Linked DNA regions of Sus scrofa: region 1 is linked to region 2. Evidence: chromatin contacts called from public Hi-C data. All regions are on one chromosome and are shown on one strand. The core of a region is the stretch at or near the end of the contact, and the rest is flanking DNA. Distances in the headings are between cores, read along the strand shown. Region 1 holds the start of WSCD1 (WSC domain-containing protein 1). Region 2 has its middle 21 kb from the start of AIPL1.

The links. A called contact is a pair of places that touch in the nucleus more often than the background predicts.
Region 1: a contact with region 2 is called in a Hi-C map of liver, with 5 times the contacts expected there. The contact joins the promoter of WSCD1 here to the enhancer-like site in region 2. A contact is called at or near these places in 2 of 5 promoter capture datasets (fetal liver and fetal skeletal muscle), 5 of 47 Hi-C or Micro-C datasets (embryonic fibroblasts, fetal liver, liver and 1 more) and 1 of 2 datasets of contacts at active chromatin or transcription factors (skeletal muscle).

Annotation. Positions count from the first base shown.
Region 1 is chr12:51,196,347-51,200,542 of Sscrofa11.1, reverse strand. It overlaps WSCD1 (WSC domain-containing protein 1), which reads left to right and starts at 2,241. Exons shown (of 9, transcript XM_005669148.3): 1 at 2,241-2,408.
Region 2 is chr12:50,921,688-50,926,435 of Sscrofa11.1, reverse strand. No RefSeq gene overlaps it. Among named protein-coding and RNA genes, the nearest start is that of AIPL1, 21 kb to the right of the region's middle. Within about 2 kb of position 1,970, at least 6 of the 83 cell types and tissues checked have an H3K27ac peak or open chromatin away from gene starts, as enhancers often do. A contact at or near this core is called in liver, where this site is marked.

The sequences.
Region 1 (4,196 bases), core at 992-3,491, 270 kb before region 2:
CACTGTGTTTCATGCTTCCTCGCCTTCACACAGGATGCCTCCTTGGTCTGGAATGGTTCCTGCTCCCTCTGACCCAGATGATGCTCCACTTCTCCTTCAGGAGTGAGCTGAAATGTCACCTCCTCCTTGAAGCCGTCCCCGAATTCCTCCAAACCGATGTCGTGAATCTTTTGGTTTCCTATGCACCATGCGCATATATGGTACACACAGCTAGCTGCCTTCCTGACAGCCATTACCCAGCTAGTTCTTTGCGAACAGAGGAGCAATTCTGACTAAGTGGTGATGTGCCTGAAGGTGTAGCCTCCTCACTGAGCTAGCAGATCTCCTCTTCTGTGCTACGTTATCCCTCTGGGTCTGTTTCCTTGCCAAGTTCTCCATGCAGCAAACTCCTCGAGGGGACTGGCTCTTCTTTTCAGAGTCTCCAGTGTTCAGTGCAAAATCTAACACAAAATGGGTGCCTTTCTCAGTGAACAAATGAAAAGATATATAGATGGATGGATGGATGGATGGATGGATGGATGGATGGATGGATGTGTAAGCCAGCAGGTGACGTGAAGCTTGGAGGGAACGTAAATACTTGGGATGCAATCACTGAGCTCCAAAAAGAGGAGAAGATGGAGGAGTTCCCGTCATGGCTCAGTGGTTAATGAATCCTACTGGGAACCATGAGGTTTCGGGTTTGATCCCTGGCCTTGCTCAGTGGGTTGGGGATCCGGTGTTGCCATGAGCTGTGGTGTTGGTCATAGATGCGACTCGGATCCTGCATTGGTGTGGCTGTGGCATAGGCCGGAAGCAACAGCTCCCACTAGACTCCTAGCCTGGGAACCTCCATATGCTGCGGGTGTGGCCCTAAAAGGACAAAAGACAAAAGACAAAAAAAAAAAAAAAAAAAAAAAGACGATGGAGCCAGGAGCTGAGCACAGGAGGTGGGATTGGTCCAAGAGTATAGACCCAGACTAGAGAGGGAGGGAGAGGGACGTTACTCAGCAATAACTGGACGTGTGTCAGCTCCCTCGTGGGAGCACCATAGAAACCCCTGTGATATTAAAATATCTTCCCCTAATTGCTTCTGGGACATGGACAGAGATGGTATGCAAATGCCTATCAAAGAGGCCACGGGTGTTGAGCGGCAGAGGGTGGGACTGGGGTTGGTGGGCTTCTTCATCAGGCCTGGACCAGGTGACTTCTCACACTCTCTTCTCTGTCACCATTGCCACAGAGGAGGACCTGCTCCCAACCCTGAAACACTTCTGGCCATTCAGACACCTTCTAGGTGGTCCAAGCTGCAGGACCCAAGCCCTTCTCCACTGCTTCCTAGATTGTTTAATGCATCTGCTTTGTCAGCATCTCTCGCAGATTCAGCAGGTGCTCCTGTTTCCCACACAGAGGCCTTGGGGTGTGCCCCCGCAGGGCTTTGTAAAGCAGGTATAGTGTGACATGGGGCACAGAAATGGCACAGATGCCCCAAAGCCTTTTTGTACCTTTCCTTGCGGTAGCTCTCCTTCCCTGGTGGCAGCCACTCCTCAACATGAGTCTCCTCTCCCAAGTGGCTGCTGCAGGACAGTGCCTGGCCTCCTCCCAGAGGAGGCAGCTTGAGTTCCCGGGGGCTCTACCTGTTGTAATATGCACACCACCTTCCGGCCTCAGGAACTTCAGCTGCCAAGTGGGCAGGTGAAGGCCCGCACCACCTATCACGAGTTTTAAGTGAGACCACGGGTGTGAAAGAGTTAGGACTAGCTTCGCTGGCACGAGATGTGTGCGGGGCACTGGGCCCATGCTTAGAAGGACTCTGCCCTGAATTTAGTCTTCTGTTCTCATCTCTTGAAATTCTTAATCCTTTTTGAACAAAGGGCCCATTTTGCATGGGGCTCCACAAATTAGGTAGCTGGTTCTGGAGAGGGCTTTGAAAATTGAAACACACTGCAAAAAATGTATAGTGGGTTATTGGTGTTAGTAATAATAGCCACACACACATTCACACTCCCAAAGGGACATGTACAGGGCCTTTTCTGGAAGCCAGTATTGCCCCTCACTGCCTGTGCCCTCTCCCAGTTCTGCCAAGGGTTCCAGCGCTGCTAACCCTTATCCTCAGGAGCTGACTCTGCTGATTTGGGCACTTGACCCGACTAGCTGGGCAAACCCAAGGAAGTCCCTTTCCCCTCTGGGTGACCTCCGTAAAGCGGAGCTCTGACTGGTCCCCAGGCTAATCCTTTCCCTGCCCGCCCGCCCTCCACCTGTTGAAAATGGGCTCCTCTGAGCCTTGCCAAGCAGCGCTGCCCCTAGCGGGAGTCGGAGGCACGGAACTCCCTTTCAGGAAGACTTGGTTACAGCCATGCCTTCCCCACCTGCTCCCGCAGCCTCTGCTGGTCCTCAGCCGCCCGCGTGAGCATCTCAGGAGCTAGCCCTGGGTGAGGACAGGGTCCACCAATGCACCAGACAGGGCAGGGGTGGCACTATGGCTTGGGGACTTCTGGGCAGCAAGAGTCGGGTGTGGAGGGGAAATCCTCAAGGCTGGATCCAGCGCTTATTTTAAAAGGGGATTGTGTCCAGTAGCGTGGTTGTATGTCTGTGTGTCTGTGTCAGCACCCATCCACCTTAGTGTTATGTGTGTGTCTGTGTGTGTACCTGTGGGGCACTGTCTATACAAAAGTGTGTCTATCAGTGGACTCCGGGGTGTGGGTCTGTCACCATAGTTCTTGTGGGGCAGTGTAGCTGGTGGCAGAGCCCTGAGTGTGTAGGCATGGGAGATGTTGTCAGTGTATTTGTCCTGTGGGATAGTGATTCTGTGGGTGACTGTCTCGGACAATGCGTGTGTGCGTGTGCATGCATAAGGACGTGGGTGACAGTGTCTAGCTCTGCATGGGACAGTGATCCAGTGTATGTCTGCCTCTGTGAGTTGGTATCAGGATGCTACAAACTGGGTGGTGTGTACATGTGTGCCCGACACAGTGTCCCAGTTTGTTTCTGAACGATTGGGACAGAACCCAGTGTGTGTGTTGTGTGTGTGCATGTGGGTGTCAGAGTGTCTCTGAAGCACTGGTTCAGTGTGTTTGTATCCATGTGCGCCTGTTCCTGTGTGTTTGGGCAAGTGTGGCAGCGAGCTCCTGTGTGTGGTAGTGCCCAGTGTGTTTGCGTAGACGAGTGTTGGTGTGCGCGCCAATGGATTCGCCTGGTGTGTGAGACTGTTTGTGTGTGTGTAGGTGTCAGCGTCTTTGCACGGCAGCAATGCGTGTCGCCGCGCCCGGGTCGGCTGGTTCCGCGGATTTGGGCTGGGGGTGGGCCACGACCCCTCCCACGGGTGGCGGGCGGCGGGCTGGCCGGCGCCTCTAGGACCCGGCGGCGGCCGGCCGCTGTCCCCGGGCCGCGCGAGTGAGCATGTGCAGAGCCGGGCGCCCGCTAGCCTGCCGCCCGCCACCCGCCGCTTGCCGCCCGCCGCCCGCTTGGCGCCCGCTAGCTCCGTCGCCGCACCTCAGCCCGGACGTCCGCAGCCCAGGGAGCCAGGCGGCGGCGCCCTGTGCCCAGGGCGCGTCCGGCCGCTCCTCGCCGCGGGCCGCCCGGGGACGTGTGGGCGCCGAGGGCGCTTGGGCTCTGAGCACTGCGGGGCTGCGGGCTCGGCGCCCCGGGGAGGCGGGCGCGTGGCCGCCAGAGCGAGTGCCCCAGCCAGCTGCGATCGCGGGGTGAGTGCGGTCCCCGGTGCCCCAGCCGGGACCCCAGCGCGGGCTGCGGGCAGGGTTCCCCCAGCCGCGGGCCAACAAGTTTGTGTAGACGCGGCTGGGAGCGCGGCGGGGCTGCACCTGCTCTGGCTGCGGGGCGCGCGGGCTGGGGGCGCCTTTCGCTGGGCCGGGGCGGCTTTGCTGGGGAGTGTGTGCGCGTGGAAGGTGGTGGGGGGAGGAAGCGCTTCGGAAGGAGCGGGATGGGGCCGGGGTGCGCGAGGCAGTTTCCCAAGCCCCGTACCCCTCCTGGAATCCTCAGAGACCGTCCGTTTCCCCGGAGGGAGTCGCGAATTCAGGCCCCGGGAAGTGGGCGAGGACAGGATTTGGGGTGCGCACTGACTCTCCTTGGAGGAGACGTTTACCCAGCGGCAGCTCGGTCTCGTTTCGCTACCACGCCAGGCTTCCGGTCAGAGGAGGGTTTTCTCCGTCTCTTGGTGAACTTGAACGGAGGCTCGGCAACGGCGAAACGTACGTATTTTGTCC
Region 2 (4,748 bases), core at 721-3,220:
AACAAAACCTTGACCTCACTCTCCTGTGGGGACGAAGTTGGGAAGAACCCAACTGGAAGCCAGAGGGACCCACTGACATACCCACACAGGTCATCTCTGGAGCACAGGGCGCAGAGACAGATCTGAGAGAAAAGAGGAGACCCCTGTGCCACAGGGCTACCTGCAGAAGCCCTGAATTAGCTCACGTGTTGTATAAGAGTCAGGGGCCACGTGGCAGCCCTGAGAAAGAGCAGGATGCCTGCCCTCCAGCTGGGAAATGAGACTCACCCTTAACCCTCAGATCAGAACCAGAGAGATAGACTCAGCTTCCAGGGACAGGGAAGCTTTCAACAATCTAATAGGAGCCAGTCTGCAGGGGCCGTCAACTCAGAGGCCACCAGCCCTCCTCCTGTCTTAACCACCAATCCCAGCCCCGGCTACCCCCTCCCTCATGCCACACACCCTTCAAGGATGAGATTCTGCAGGATGGAGAGGAAAGCCCAGCTGGCCTGGCTTCCTCCCCGCCCCCAGCCTGGGTCTGGCCAACTGATACCATTTGTAGTATTGGTTGGGGACCTTTCAGGCCCTGCCCTAGAAACTAACGTTCACAGGCCAACTTGGCCGAAACAGAGCAGCCTTGCACTAGCCGCTAAGGCAACTGTGCACATGAGGACAAGCTACCCTTCCCTCAAGACACTTTTCTGCCATCTACTGGGCATCTGTAGTAACTGCACACATCCAAGATGACCATGCGGTAAACGCAGGTGGGGGGGGGGCTGGAATTGTGCAATGAGCAACCTGCACAACTCTAAGTGGCAGCCCACAGCCTTTCACACGACCCTCATCACAACTGGATGATAGTGATGGTGGCCTTCGGGAGTTTGTTATCTGTTTTTCCAGCCCCACCAAACTAGCATCAATGCCCCCCCAGCAAAGACTTCCCAGAACACACTGGGCTCTGCACTGTGGCAGTGAGAGGACATGGGGGACAATACACCATTGGGTTGTGTCTCTATGATGCTCAAGAATGAGAGAAATGGGAGTTCCTGTGGTGGCTCAGTGGTTAAAGAATCCAACTAGGAACCATAGGGTTTTGGGTTCAATCCCTGGCATCGCTCAGTGGGTTAAGGATCCTGCGTTGCCGTGAGCTGTGTGTAGGTTGCAGATGAGGTTAGATCCTGCACTGCTGTGGCTGTGGTGTGGGCCGGTGGCTACAGCTCCGATTTGACCCCTAGCCTGTGAACCTCCATATGCTGTGGGAGCGGCCCTAGAAATGAAAAAAAAAAAAAAAAAAAAAAAAAAGAATGAGTGAAATGAATTTATGGTGTCCAAGCTCAGAACAGGAGGGGGTGTGTGTTCACTCCAGACTGGTGTCATCAATACATCTGCCACTAATCCATATGGTGACTGAGCACCTGGATTCGGCTGGGCTCAACTGGGATGAGGTGTAAGCACCAAATAAATCTCAAAGACCTAGCATGAGAACTGGAGTGCCAAGTGTCTCGTGAATTGCAAAATGATACTTTTTCTTGACAGACTGGTTAAAATTAACGCCACTGAGTTCCTTTTTTCTTTTTCTTTTTGCTTTTTAGGGCTGCACCCACAGTACATGGAAGTTTCCAAGTTCCCGCCTAGGGGTCGCATCGGAGCTACACCTGCCAGCCTACACCACAGCTACAGCAACGTGGGATCCAAGCTGTGCCTGCAACCTACACCACAGCTCACAGCCACGCTGGATTCCTGACCCAGTGAGTGAAGCCAGGGATCGAATCCGCATCCTTATGGATACTAGTCAGCTTCGTTTCCACTGTGCCATGACAGGAACTCCCCCTTTTTGACTTTTTTAATGTGGCTCCTGGAAGGTCGTCAGTGACTTGCACGATCTTCCTGTTGGACAGAGCTGCCTCTCAGCTCTTCCTGCCCTGGCTCGGAGGGGAAGCTGGTGCCTCAGATATGGGCCTGGGTCATTCTGCAGGAGATCTCAGTGCACTGGGTGTCTGCCTGCTGGCTGAGCCCATCCAACTCTTCCTGAGGGAGCGTCTACCTAGGACATCTGGACAGGTTTGCAGAAGGTCTGGCTTCTTAGGGTACATGGGGGTCACACATAGGGAACAGGATCTTCAAAATTCTCTCTTCTTCCTCCTTTTCCCCCTCTTCCTCTCTTCCCCTCTCTGCACATCCATCTCCTTCCCCTCTCCCTTACCGACTTGCTTCCCTATTTCTAAGGCCACTGCCGACTGCTCCCCAGTGCTTACCAGGGTACCACCTGGGCAGAGACCCCACTGCCTCTGTCTTGGGTGTTTTTCTCCCAACTCTGCAAGGAGCTGGCAGCCTGCCTGAAGTCGCGTCCCACCCTGGACCACCAGCCCAGCCTAGGTCCCCTTCCTTTCTAACACGGGGACACCTACGGGCAGCCGGAGCTGGAGGCCAGGGCAGCTAAGCCTGTCAGCCAGGAGGCAGGCAGACCAGAAGCCTCATAAGAAATGCAGGAGAAGAATGCAGCGTGGATGGTTAAAAGACAGGGAGGAGGGAGGAGTTCCCTGGTGGCCTCAGGGTTAAGGACCTGACATTGTCACTGCTGTGGTGCACGTTCAAGCCCTGGCCTGGCTTCTGCATGCCCCAGAAGCGGCCAAAAAGAAAGAAAAGAAGAGAGAAAAACGGGAAAACTTACTAAAGAGTAAAGGAAAAAACTGGTGAAGCAGGAAGAAAATGCTGGGAGGCAAACTGAGTCACAAATTGTTAAGTGGGCTGGTGGTGAAAATGCTGCCTCCAAGCCAACACCTTTCATCCCAGCCCTGGATCTGTCACAGACTTGGTGTGGTAACCTTGGACGTGTCCCTTCTCATCACCAGCCCTAGGTTTCTCCACCTGCAAAATAAGCTGTTGGGCTAGATGATTTTTGACGGTCTTCACACAGCTAAGCCCCGAGATGCGGGTTTCATCCAGCAATGGACTCCTTCGGCCGCTCTTTCTGAGCTGCGGTGTGTGTGGAGGAGTCCAGATGCTGGGGATGCAGCAGGAAACAAAGCCGATGAAATTTTCTGCCCTCCAGAGACTGTCACACTCTGTGAGAGCTGCCAGCCTTGAGACTTCCGAGGAGAGACAAATGCTCCCCTCCATCTTCAAATGATATTTTTATTGGTGGCAGGAGGAAAGGCGAGATTCTTTGTTCATCAGATTCTCGCACTAATGAGAATACCTGAAGTAATGGAGCAATTGTAATTAGGGCAGCGACTCTGCACGTGCAAGATGGCCATAAATAAGAACGGGGCTTTAGCTAACCTTTCCTTGAAAGCCCTGAGAGGAGAGGGATGGGGGACGAGGCTGAGCAAGGGGCAGCCTCGCCCCAGAAACAGTGGAGGTCAAGGTGGTCCCTTGCTCAGGAGCCAATCAGTCAAGGTGAAATTCAAGACCGAGTCGACCGTGTGAGACACAGGAGGCCAGGGAAGAAGGGTGAAAACCAGGCATCCATGTGGCAGCTGTCAGAGGACTCAAACCTGGGCTGCCATGCTGTCATCACGCCGATGGTGGCCATGGGGAAGCCAGGGCTCCAGCACTTTCCATAGGGAATCTGTTATTTGGGGGAAATGGGAGCCAGGGAAGGCCCGGGTGCTCCCTCCACCCCCAACTCTCTCCACCCACTCCTGCTGCCTGGATCCCATGGGAGCAATGACCTTGCAGGAAATTAAAAGAAAGGCCAGCTCCGCTCTTTCGTCTGGGTCAGCCTCACCGCTGCCACTTACTGTGTGACCTGGGCAAGTGGCATCCCCACCCCAACTCCCCAAGGCTGAGGCTCCTCCGCCAAGTGACACCAGCACTGTCCACCGGGAAGCAGGGAGAAGGGACTCAGAAAGGGGCGCTGATTCGTCCGCAGGGCTCCCGCCAAGCCTCCTACAGAGCCCGCAATGTTGACAGTTGAACTCTTGGCTCAGTGCATCTGACTGACGTTGCCCGGCCATTCCTCGGGGACTGGGCGGTGGCTCTGCCTGTGACAAACAATAACTAGGCATGTGCTCCTATACCCCTCTGCCAGGCCATCAAGTTCAGGACACACACCAAGCCTCAGAAGCCCCTTCGAGCCGAGCCCTTCTCACGGCAGGGGGCTCTGCCACCCACGGGATCCACAGCTCCTGAGAGGGCCGGGGCCCAGCGGGCAGGAGAACGCTGATTCTAGACCCCACTTGTAGCCTCTGGGCCTGAATTCCCTGCCGCCCCACTAACCGTGTGGCCCTGCTCGTTTCTCTGCCCCTTGGCTTCCCTCCCCTCCCTCCAGCCTGGAGGAGACTTGATGGCCTGATCAGCATCTTAGCAGAAAACAGGGGGCCCACTTGAAGGTGCAGCTGCAGAAAATTGAATGAAGGTGCAAGTGTGGGGTACCAGCAAGGAAAAGGGGTCCCCAGGAACTAGCAGGGGTGAAGGACCAGAGGAGGCACTGCTGCTTGGGGGGGACAGTGAGAGCTGTGGCCTGGAAGGGCTCCCTGACCCCAATTGTGACCACAGGTCAAAGACACAGCCCAGCAAGGAGGGAGCGGGAGAAAGAAAGACCCAGCCTGAATCTCCGCACACATACATCTCTGGCTGGTGCCTCCCGTTGGCCAAACCCAACAGGAGGCTGGAAGGCCAGGGAGCTGGGACCTGGCAGCATGGTGAGCCTCTCAGGGGACACAGGAGGCCAGAGAATAGATCTGGGCTCAAAAAGAGACAAGCTGGCTGTGGCAGGCTCCGTAATGGGCCCCAAAGACGCCCACCTCCTAATCTCCAGCACCTGT